Linked DNA regions of Mus musculus: region 1 is linked to region 2. Evidence: chromatin contacts called from public promoter capture Hi-C data. All regions are on one chromosome and are shown on one strand. Each heading gives the region's core, a stretch centred on a gene start, on an enhancer-like site or on the middle of the called end of the contact. The rest is flanking DNA. Distances are from core to core; before and after follow the strand shown. Region 1 overlaps Xpo6 (exportin 6). Region 2 holds the start of Sbk1 (SH3-binding kinase 1).

Region 1 (5,799 bases), core at 3,140-5,639, 100 kb before region 2:
CCTAAGCACTTAAATCTTTCAGGGTTGAATAAACCTATTCTGCCAAATGATCTACTTGGCAACATTCACTTTCAAGGTTTGTGTATATGTGTGGTGCATGTGTGTGTTATGTGGTTATGTGTGCACAGGTGTGCCCACCTATATGAATTTATATGCACAAGTGTCCAAGTGACTGCTGAGGCCAGTGATAATACTGGGAACTGAATGAACCTTGTTCTCCTGTAAGTGCTTTTAGGAGCCATCCATGTCCATCTCTCCAACTCAGTTACTCACTTTCCTTTAGATATGAAATGCCTCTGTGCTCCTCACATATGGTCAGATCCTCTACAATATAGAAAATCCATCTTAAATCTCCTTTCTTTATTCAAAGGAAAGAAAGCACAGGTAAGAAATCCAGTGAAAAAAGAAAGCCATCACTAGGAATGGTGGCACACACCTAGACATCTAGGCACTAGGAAAACAGAGGCAGCACCAAGATCATAAATTTGAGGGCAGCCTGGACTATACAGCAAGACCCTGTCTCCAAAAAACAAACAAACAAACAATCTAACAAGAGCTAGAGCTCAATAGTAGACGGTTTGCCTAGCACTGTATGGCCCTAGGTTCCATCCTGAGGGAGAAGTTAGCAAGGAAGGAATTCATTCTTCATGACCTTTTTTCTTTTTTGGTAGTGCTAAAGACTGAACACGTAGGACATAAGACATAATAAAGTCACTCTTGCTAGGTGTGGTAGCACATTCCTTGTACCCCAGCACTCTGCAGGCAGAGACAAGCTGATTGATCTCCATGAGTTCAAATCATGGTTCTCAACCAACAGGTCGAAACCCCTTTTCATAGGAGTTGCCTAAGACCATCAGAAAACAGATGTTTTTACATTGTGATTTATAACAGTAGCAAAATTACAGTTCTAAATTAGCAACAAGAATAATTTTTGGTTGGGATCACAACCAAATGAAAAACTATATTAAAGGGTCACAGCATTGAGAAGGTTGAGACCACTGGTTTAAGGCCAGCCTGGTCTACATAGAGAATTCCAAACAAACCAGGGCCACATGAGACCCTGTTTCAAATAAAAATAAAAAGGAAGTAAGTCATCTTTGCTTTCCTTGACTGTGGCTGGTTCCCTGGCTCCAGGAAAAAGGAGGGAGCTGGCAAGAGGACAAAACCAAGAGAACATGTGGCCCTTGCAGCTCACACAGGAACAGAGCCCATCGAGGCTAGCCTACTCTGCTCCAACTCTTACATGATCACATTTGACGGAAATGCTTACAGCTGCAGTGAAATTAACCTGTGCCAGTCCGGAAGACTGAGATGGAGGAGTTGGTACCAAAGCCCCAGACATCACACTACTCCTGGCCTTGCTCTTTCTTGTCATCTGATACCTCTTTGAGCTTTATGTGGCTATACCATCAGCTGCCCTCCTGAATGGTGAAGTAGCTTAGCTGTGAGGCACCTCTCCCTGACCAGTGGAAGCAGCCCAAGTAAGTGGGGTGGAGCTTTTATCTTGGCAAAGAGAACTCTCAGCAACCAGGTATAATCATGATTCCCACCACTGTTACACTCAAGACTGGCCCATATCCCCAGTCTTCTCAAGTGTACTCAGAAGCAATTTTACCTGGTTCCCTTTGTGCTAACATGGCCATCCCTGAGGCTAAACCCTGATTCTAAGGCATGGCCAAAGTTTGGAAGAGATACCCGATTTGGGATCACCCCTTTTCCCAGGACTGAAAATACTACATGGCTCAACTTCCATTCTACTGTTCCCTGGTCAAGTTGAATTTTAAGAAACAGATCATCTATCAGGTGGCCACCATCATTCTTCTTAGTTTCTCCCGGTTTGTCAACTCTGAGCAGTGACCCTTACCATCATGGGTTTCTCATGACCTGCCAGAGACAGCCAAAATGTTTTAATTACACAGCATGGAAAATATCTAGTAACATCTTCCTCATCTTTGCCATTGTTTTCATCATCACCTGGCAGGCCTCCTTGCCCTCTGGTTCTTGCACCACACCCTGGTATGCCCACTAGAGCTTGCTCACTCAGGCCTTTTCCATCAGTACCACCTCAACACCATGACGATGATGCTGACCTTCTGGACCTACCTCTTTTTGCACATGGTCCACAAGTTCATAAAAGCTAGTAGATGACAAACATACTAACAGAGAAGAAATAAAAAGCTCAGAGAAGAAGGCCACATCTTCAATAAAATCCTAAGAGTGGCTAGGGAGATGGCTCAGTGAAAGAATATACAGCAGGTCTGGAGAAATGGCTCCATGTCCAAGAGCACTTACTGCTCATGTAGAGGACCCAGTTCAGCTCCCAACACAAATACCAGATGCTCCTAACTGCCTACAACACCAGTTCCAGAAGATGCCACACCCAAGGGTATCTGCATTCACACAGTCTCTCACAGATACATGCAAATACACACCAATTAAAAATAGTAAGTTTTTAAAAAGAGCATATTGCTCTTCCAGAGAACCTGAGCTCAATTCCCAGCACCCACATTAGTGGCTCACCACCACCTATACCTCCAGATCCAGGGGATACAACACTCTCTCTCTTCTGGCTTCAGAGGGCACATGTGCACACACTAAAAAATCTTTTTAAAAATCATCATAAGACTGTATAAGTGGTAGGTGGTGGTGCATGCCTTTACCCCAGCACTCAGGAGATGGAGGCAAGCAGACAGCTGTGAATTCAAGGCCAAACTAGTCTACAGAGAGTTCCAGGACAGCCAGGAATATAGAGAAACCCTGTCTCAAAAAACAAAACAGAATGACTGAACCACTGTCCTAGCTACCGCCCACAATAATCTATAAAGTGCAAAAGCTAATCCACTTCCCCTATAGAGGATACCAGGCTCTGATGAAAAGAGAGAGAAAGGGAGAGGACATTCGTTCCCTTCCCTTCATCATCCAGATGCCCTTAAGCCGGACTCTCAGCAGAAGCGAGTCTGGTTATAGCTTCTGCTAGCAGAGCTCTCCCACTCTCTGCGCTCCCTTTCTATTGCTTTTGAGAACCTTCCTCACTTCTGAGACCTTAAGAGTTTGGACCTGGTTGTTTGCCTTTTAACTCCCTGACCTCTAACCAGGGTTGATCTTAGACCTCATTCTGTCAAAGCTAGGACAAGGTTCCACCTTTCTAAGGTTCAAAGCTAGGACAAGGTTCCCAGCTGGGTTACAAACCAAAGCCAAGCTGACTTTAACTTCTTCCTTCCTGAAGCTCAATGAATTAACTGAATGTGGCAGTGTGACCTTCCCACCTCCTCTAAAGCAAGGGCACTTCCTGGAGACCGCTGGACTGCCTCTGCAGCTGCTTTCCCAGCTGCCTCTCGGGCCTCTTCTTTCCTGTCCGTTATTCTAGCTGCTTTGGGTGATTGGGAACTACTTCTAATCTGTACTCACTAAATATTTGGAGTTTCAGTTTCCAAGACACAGTTGTAGCTAGCTAGTACCTAAGGAAACATTTCAGAGCAAATTTTACTGTTGACAGTTTTGGGTTTTTTGGTTTTGTTTTGAAGCTAAAATATAGTAAAGGCTAAAACATGAGAATGTGTCAAGCAAGTAAGAATGGAGTCACACACCTTTGAGTCCAGCATTGGGAAACAGAGACAGAGGCAGATAGATCTCTGCTACTTCCCGGCTAAATAGCACAGTGGTGAAATTCTGTCTCCAAGAGAGAAAACTAAGGAACTAATTATAGTAGACTTTTTTTTTAATTGCCCCCACATAATCCTTTACTTGAAAAAACTGGAGAAAACATTTAATTTTTCATTTTTATTGTTCTTTTATCCAGAAAGGCAATTAATATATAATTAAAATTCTAAACACACTTAGCTTCTGCATCTGACTTAGCAGACAATAAGTACCTTTGAGCTGCAGATCAAATTTAGGTTTCTAGTGAGCCATCCGTTTTTATTACATACCTATTGGGGAAGAAGTAGCCACCCTTGTTTCTCAGTAATCTGGCCTTAGGTAAAATGTGTCCAAAGGTTTGGCTCAGCAGACTTCAGAAATCTGAGGAACGACCTTACAAAAGGGGCACTGACCCACAGACTACAGGGTGGGGAGGAGCATGGTCAGTCTCACCTTATTACTTCCTTTCCCAATGTCCTAGAAAGGTATAAGCAACCTGCAGAGAGCTGGAGGCTGATCACAACACAAACTGCAGATTCCCTACCAACTATCACAATATACTCTTGACTGCCAATGGATCAAGGTAGAACTGAGTCCAAAGAAACTTTAGATAGCTAACATACGACCGCCTGATGATGAAATTTACTCTAAAACCGGTTTGGTCCTGTTTATCAATCCCAAGGCTGTGTAACACACACCCCAGCAGCAAACATTCCACAATACTTCTATCAATGGCTATTTACAGTTTGTGGTTATTTCCTGACAATTCTGAAACCACTAGAACCCTCCTTTCACCGCCATCGCCATCGTATCAGGAGCCAGGCCTTCAGAGGCCTGCTGAGCAGAACTAACTTCACAGGTGCTAAGGAAGTAACTAGGCTCACTCTCCCTCCACTCCCTCTCTCCTCCACTATGCAAAGCTACAGAACATAAAGACAGACAATGTATGAATCCAGCCTACAACACTTACTACTTACTGCAGCCCCAAAGAATAACTATAAAACCCCTCAAGTCAAGGGATATAATCCCTCTGCGAACAATTTATATGACAGTTCCCCCAGGTAGATCCTTACCTGTAAAATGTTAGTGAAAAAGTCATGGTAGAACATGGGCCAATCTTGGCGTCCAATATCAACGATAACTTTGCAGAGTTTATTCCGAATAAAGTAAGGTAAGGTTTTATGGTGAGCCAAGAGAAGTTTGGGCAAGCAGCTACGGATTTCCATCTTATCCTGAGATGGGACCCCAAGCCACATTTTATTGATTAGATTCTGAAAAACAAATACGTATCTTTTAAATTAATGAGCTTTACACAAAATGAATGGTTTTCATTCTATAATTACCTGTAACGTCACATACACACACATCTACCTAGCTCTAACAGTTTAGGACATTTAGCAAAATGATAAACACAAATATTAAAATCTTAGGACAAGCCAACCATTGGACTGAGCACAGGGACCCCAATGGAGGAGTTACAGAAAGGACTGAAGGGGTCTGCAACCCCATAGGAAGAACAGCAATACCAACCAACCAGGTCCCTCCTCCCACCTCAGAGCTCCCAGGGACTAAACCACCAACCACAGAGTACACAAGGAGAAACTCATGGCTCCAGTCACATATGTAGCAGAGGATGGCATTGTCTGGCATCAATAGGAGAGGCCCTTGGTCCTGTGAAGGCTCGATTCTCCAGTGTAAGAGAGTGCCAGGGCAGTGAGGTGGGAGTGGGTAAGTGGGTGGAGGAGCACCCTCATAGAAGCAGGGAGAGAGAGGATGGGATGGGGGGTGGGGGGTTCAGAAGTGAAACCAGGAAAAGGGATAACATTTGAAATGTAAATACATAAAATATCCAATAAAAAAAAATCTGAGGACAAGCTGGACGGTGGTAGCACATGCCTTTAATCCCAACACTCAAAAGGCAGAGGCATGTGGAACTCTGTGAGTTTAAGGCCAGCCTACTCTACAGAGCAAGTTCCAGGACAGGACAGGGCTACAGAGAGAAACCCTGTCAAAAAGAAAAGAAAAGAAAGGAGGGGAGGGGAGGGGAGGGGAGGGGAGGGGAGGGGAGGGGAGGGGAGGGGAGGAGAAAGAAAAGAAAAGAAAAGAAAAGAAAAGAAAAGAAAAGAAAAGAAAAGAAAAGAAAAGAAAAGAAAAGGAGGA
Region 2 (5,620 bases), core at 1,429-3,928:
CTTGGGAGACATTTAAGAGCCGGCTATAGCAACAACCATGGCCAAGAACATGTCAAGGCCTGTTTCCCTGAATGAGGATGTACTCTCAGCTCCAGTGTCTGGGGACTCCGTTATAAGACACAAGAAGATACCCTTTCTCTTCCAGTCTCCTGCTCTTACACCCAGTCACTCACACAGACACCCCCAGCCCTGCCAAGTTGCTTGTTTGAAGCACCAATACCTCATTTTGGAAGGGGCGGGGGAAAGGCAGGGAGGCTGGGATGAAGTGGAAGAGAGCAGGCAGCTACAGAATTGTTTTAGAGGATAACTTGTGTGGAAATTAGCAGACAAGGTTGGTGTTATGGACGGAAGGAACCAAATGTACAAAGATGTGGAAAAGCAAGAAGTTGATGTTCCAGAAGAGCTTGCTGATGCCAAGGCTGAGTGGAGAAGAGAGATTCCCTGGACTGGTGTGGCAAGCAGGCACTAGATGCTGACAGCCTGCAGCACAGGGCATCTTTGGATTTCTGTTGCTGTGAACAGACACCGTGACCACAGACACTCTTATAAGAAAACATTTAGTTGGGACTGGCTTACAGTTCAGAGGTTTAACCCAATATCATGGCGGGAAGCATGGAAGCAGACAGGCAGACAGAGCGCTGAAGAGGTAGCTGAGAGTTCTATACCCATTTCCTCAAGCAGCAAGAAGAGAGAGTGACCCTGGGCTTAGCTTGAGCATTTGAAACTTCAAAGCCTACCCCCAATGACACACTTTCCTCCAACAAGGTAACAGCTCCTAACAGTGCCACTCTCTAAGAACTTATGGAGGCCATTTTCCTTCACACCACAATACAGCGTAAGCTTTACCCTGGAGGGGACAGGGGATGCTTGGCAAGCTCATTAGGAATGCAACCTAAGAGACATTGTTCTCAACAGAGCTGGTGCCCACAAAGGACCTGGTTTCCAGAAAACTAACTTTCAGTAAAAGTGGGAGGAAGGTGGGCTAGGATTACAAGTAGCAGTAGCAGTAGTGTGGGCTGCCAAGCAGAAGTCTGCGCATCAGCTTTGGGTGTTTGTTTCTTCGTTTCTTCGTCCAGTTCTGGGGACTGAGTCCAGGGTCTTCCCTATGCCAAGACTGAGCCACATTTCTAGTTCCTGTCTGTAGTTTATTCAACTTAGGTGTGTGTGTGTGTGTGTAGAGGGCAGAAGTTGACATTATCAGGTGTATTCTTCAATCCCTCCCCAGCTCATTTAACTTTTTGTGGGTGCGTGGTATGCATGCATATGTGTGTGTTTGCATGTATGTGGGGTGCACATGCATGTGTGTGCATGTGCAGACGGAGGTTGATTCTCTTGTTCTCTATTTTACAAATTGAGGCATGGTTTCTCACTTGAACCTAGAGCTGACTCATTCGGCTAGTCTTGCTAGTCAGCTTGCTCTGGGGATCCTGTCTGCCTCCTAAATGCTGGGATTCTAGGCTGCTACACCTGCCCAGCCATAGCTGAGTCCTGGGGGCCTGAACCCTGGTCTTTAGCAGCATCTCGCTTGGTTCCCCTTCTCCCCTCCCGTACTTATTTATTTATTCAGAGACTGGGTCTTTCACTGGAACTCACGGATCAGATCAGGCTGGTCCCTGGGATCCACCTGTTTCTGCCTTCCCAGGGCTGGAACTACAGGTGTCATGGCACTGGAGGAACTCAAGTCCCTCATGCTTGCCTGGCAAGCACTTTACTTAATAAGCCGTCTTCCCAGCTCCACCTAAGGCTACCTGAGTTTGCAATAACCAGCTCTAAAAGTTCTACCAGCAGCTGGAGTGGTTGGAAGAGGATGCTAATTTGAGAAAACAATCTGATCAGAGATTAAAAGGAGGAGAGATTTTGGGTGCGTCGGGGGCTTTTTCTATGAATAAAATAGTATGCTGCATGGGAGACTGGGCCTCTGGAAGGATGCGTTCGTTGTTCCCACTCTGTCGCCATCTCTGCTCGATCGCCCCACCTGCATCCAGGCTACAATTTCCGGTTAATGAACAAAGCTCTTCACACCCGGGTGGCTTTGCACAGCTGCTGCTTCAGCCAGGAACCCCCCACCCCCTTCTTCCGTTCTGCTATACACCTTTAATCCCAGCTTTTCCTTAAACTTACTTCGCGGTCTCCCTACAGCAGAGCTCGAAAGTTCTGCCTGAACCCTGCACGGCCCCACAGACCCCAGGTCTCTGAGTAGCCTAGTAGTCTTATGAGGTCCCCTGGAAATCGAATGGATAGGTGGAAGGATGAATGGGCAGACAGGCGGGTGAACAGATGGACCGGTAGTTGAATGAGCGAGTGCATTCTGAATAGGAGAGCTCGGATTTATTTTTCTTCTTTGAAACAGATCCAGGCTCCGCCCCACAAGCACAGGCTGGAATAGTCTGGGACAGTCTAGCCCCTCGGGGACCAAGCAGCTGGACCAGGTGACCCTCTGTGACTCCCCCGAGCCCTCTCTAACCTCGTTCTGGCCCCCTCCTGGGCTCTGACCTAGAAAAAGAAGCTTATGCCAATGACCGGCGGGCCTTAGGACCCCGCGTGGCCGGAAAGCGGGCGGGGCATCGTGCGGCTCCCGCGGCGGTGGGGAGGTCCAGGCCCGTGGCGCCTGGCGGGAGGGCGCGGCGGGAGTGCGCGTGCGCGGAGCGCGCACCCGGCGCGGCGGACAAAGGCGCGTGCGGCGGCGCGCGAGGCGGAGGGCGGAGCGGCGGGCGGGCAGGTACGCGCCGGCGGGAGGCGGAGCCGCGAGGCCGCGATGGAGCGCAGCCCGGGCGGGCACCGGCGCTGGAGCCCGAGTGCCGGGCGGAGCGGGAGCCTCAGCCGGAGCCGCAGCCTCAGCCCGCGCCAGGCCGGGGCAGGAGCCCGCAGGGCCGGGCTGCTCGCAGCGGCGGCGCCCGAACCCCCCAGCGGCTGAGCGGTGACCTCCATCCTCGCACGCGGCTGCTGGGACGCAGCGACCGATCCAACCCGGGCCCCCCAAGATCTGCTTGCTACAACCGCACACCTCAAGACACAGAGAGACCCAGGCTTGGGGCGCTAGCCTCCCTAATCCGCTACTCCGGCACACAGGGACCCCAAACCTAGGACAGCAAGATCCTCTTGCTAACGAGAAGCCGCGGGCACCCCAAAGCCTCGGGACCCGGGCGACCAAGCCCCTTGCGACGCCTTCAGCGTCCCGGCTCATGGTGGTAGTGGTGCCCTGAGCCCCTCTCGGGCCGGGCAGACGAAGATCGACACGGCGCCCAGGCCCCCTGCCGCGGCGTCCCCGCGGCCCCAGCCCAGGTAAGTGGGACCCAGGTGAGGGGCGGCAGGTGAGTGGTACCGAGGTCCCTAGAGTCCTGCAGGTGGGGAAGGAAGTCCAGAGTGCGCGCTCCCCCTCCTCAGCGTCGCCATGGAGCCGAGGCTGAAGGACGTCTCTTTGTGTCTCGCTTGGAGGAGCCGCCCCCTCCTCCTCTCCCTTCCCCCACCTTCCACCCCAACCCTGAGATTTGGGCACAGCTTCGGACCCCGGGAGAGAGGAGTTGCGACGCCCTGGAGAGGGGTTAGAAGGTGGAGAGTCTCCCCGGAATAGCCTGGAGCCTTAGACCTTAGGTCCTTTGAAGAATAAAGACACGTAACTATCATCTCCCAAAGACCAAGCTGAGTTCTTAAGTGACACCCACCCTCCCCACAGGAAAGAGAAAATTTGGGGCGCCCAAAGGTGAGAGGTGCCTGCATTCTGCAGCTCTGGGTGACAGCTGGGGCTTTGGGTGTGTGCCTTTGTCTGAGAGGGCAGGGAAGGGGCGTGTTTGAGAGGATGAGTCTCTTATTTTCTGACTCTGAGACCCCAGCTCAGGTCTCAGTGGGGCTCTTTATCCAGTCCCTCTTTGTGCTCCCTGCAGAACAGGGAGAGGACAAGCCCTCTCAGTGAACAGCTAGTTTGGGGGAGGGAGGTACCCTGAATGAAGAAACCATTTCGGGTCAGAGCACCTTTCTGCCCCTCTAAGTCCCAAGGACAGCAAACCTGAGTGTTTTCCCTTTTTCTGACCCGGGGAACACCTAGGGCCAAGTCCGGGACTGGGACACTGTGTCCTCTACGATGCAGGAGTGAGTCTGGATTCTTGCTTAAGCTTTCCAAAGCATCTACAATCAAGAGGGCCTCAACAAATGTCCTAAACCCCAGGACCCAGGGAATGCCGGAAGATCTTGGGTGCGTTGTACCCCGAGAAAGGGCAGGAAGGTTTTTTTCAGCCTTCCACAGACAGGTGTAAAGTCAGGTAGGAGGTGAGCAGACAGGCTGGGGAAGGCAGGATTCAGAACACAGAGCCCTATAGAAGTTTCTTTGTTCGTTTATTTATCCATTCATTGCAACATCTACCGTGTCTGAAGCTCCAGCCCTGGAGTTTGGGGCTTCCCCTCATCTTTTCCTGATGATCAGGCTTCAGATCCTTGGGCTGTTTTGTTTGTCCAGACCATGTCAGGACCAGCTGCCCAACCCTTGACCCCTTGTCCCTGTGACACCTGATTCCCCAGATCAGACCTGAGCAGCTGATACCTTCCCATCACTACTGCCTGGACTCCTCTCTGATGCTGGCTTTGCCCCATGAGTACAGATGTAGCCTGGGTCAGCACTCTTGCAGATCCCCCCTGCAGACTCAAGGACAGTCAAGGCAGCCACCCCCCCTCCCCCCAGGAGAGGATGTGCGAAAGCCAGTTGCCCTGAAGATGAGGTGACCTTGATCAAGCCTGTGGCACTTCCCAGAGAGAATGAGAGTGAACTACATATCTGCAGCCAGCTTGGTGGGTACAGATTGAAGCCAGACTGTCAGGAGCATTTAAGGTGTGTCCTAGCCACCTTGGAAGTTTATTTTGTGCAGTGGGTTGGAGCCCGGGGCTTAGTCACATACTCCACAGGCAAGAAAGTAGAAGCAGAGGCTGGAGAGAAGTTCAAATGACTGTGAGCAGAAAGAGCCATTATGAGGCCAGAAGGGGACTGGCAGGAAGACTTTCACTCTTTGTTAACCTGCCGCGGCTCCCCATTGAGTAGCCCTAATGAAGTAGCTTGGCAGCCCAGCTCTCTGCAGCCTGCCCTAATTTACATCTTGAGCACCCGCACATTACCTGGCTCATCTCCATGACTCTTAACTCTTTATCATATAAAATCCCCCTGACCCAGAGCCCCACTCTAGGATGGCTTGGCAGCTGTTTCTACCTCTACCTCCCCTTTTGCTCTGGCTTAGACTGCACATGGTAGAGAGCCCAGGCTAGGTGATTGGTGGCTGGGCAGCTTAGTGGCATTTGTTTCCATGTGCTGTGAGACTGCACTCCTAGGCTCAGCTTTGGGAATCTGGGGCTGTCCTGTTCTGGCCACACCAGCACCGTTGAGCCTACAGCCTGATGTCTTAGCATTTGGAGAATACAGCGTAGAGCCCCAGTTTGCTGATCAGTGTATTTCACATGTCTGTGTTTGTTACTGACGCTCAGAAATTCTTGGAGGATTTCACATTCAGATGCTGATTTGGAGATCTTCCTGAAAACCCAGGGGATGCAGCAGCTTGAGGCCCAGAGCTAGAGAATGGCTGTGTTGTGTGGGCAGGACACACGCTCCCAGTCGTCCCAAGAACGCCTGACCTGTTCTTTA

What was found. Promoter capture Hi-C pulls out the DNA fragments that hold promoters and counts their contacts.
Region 1: a promoter capture Hi-C map of the C10 cell line shows a contact between it and region 2. The contact joins the enhancer-like site here to the promoter of Sbk1 in region 2. A contact is called at or near these places in 4 of 39 promoter capture datasets (the C10 cell line, embryonic stem cells and neutrophils), 4 of 115 datasets of contacts at active chromatin or transcription factors (bone marrow-derived macrophages and embryonic stem cells) and 1 of 9 other capture datasets (adipose tissue).

Annotation. Positions count from the first base shown.
Region 1 is chr7:126,164,417-126,170,215 of GRCm38.p6, forward strand. It overlaps Xpo6 (exportin 6), which reads right to left. Exons shown (of 24, transcript NM_001311143.2): 4 at 4,713-4,910. It also overlaps the pseudogene Gm17137. Among named protein-coding and RNA genes, the nearest start is that of Xpo6, 33 kb to the right of the region's middle. Within about 2 kb of position 4,390, at least 32 of the 459 cell types and tissues checked have an H3K27ac peak or open chromatin away from gene starts, as enhancers often do.
Region 2 is chr7:126,269,818-126,275,437 of GRCm38.p6, forward strand. It overlaps Sbk1 (SH3-binding kinase 1), which reads left to right and starts at 2,679. Exons shown (of 4, transcript NM_145587.3): 1 at 2,679-3,282.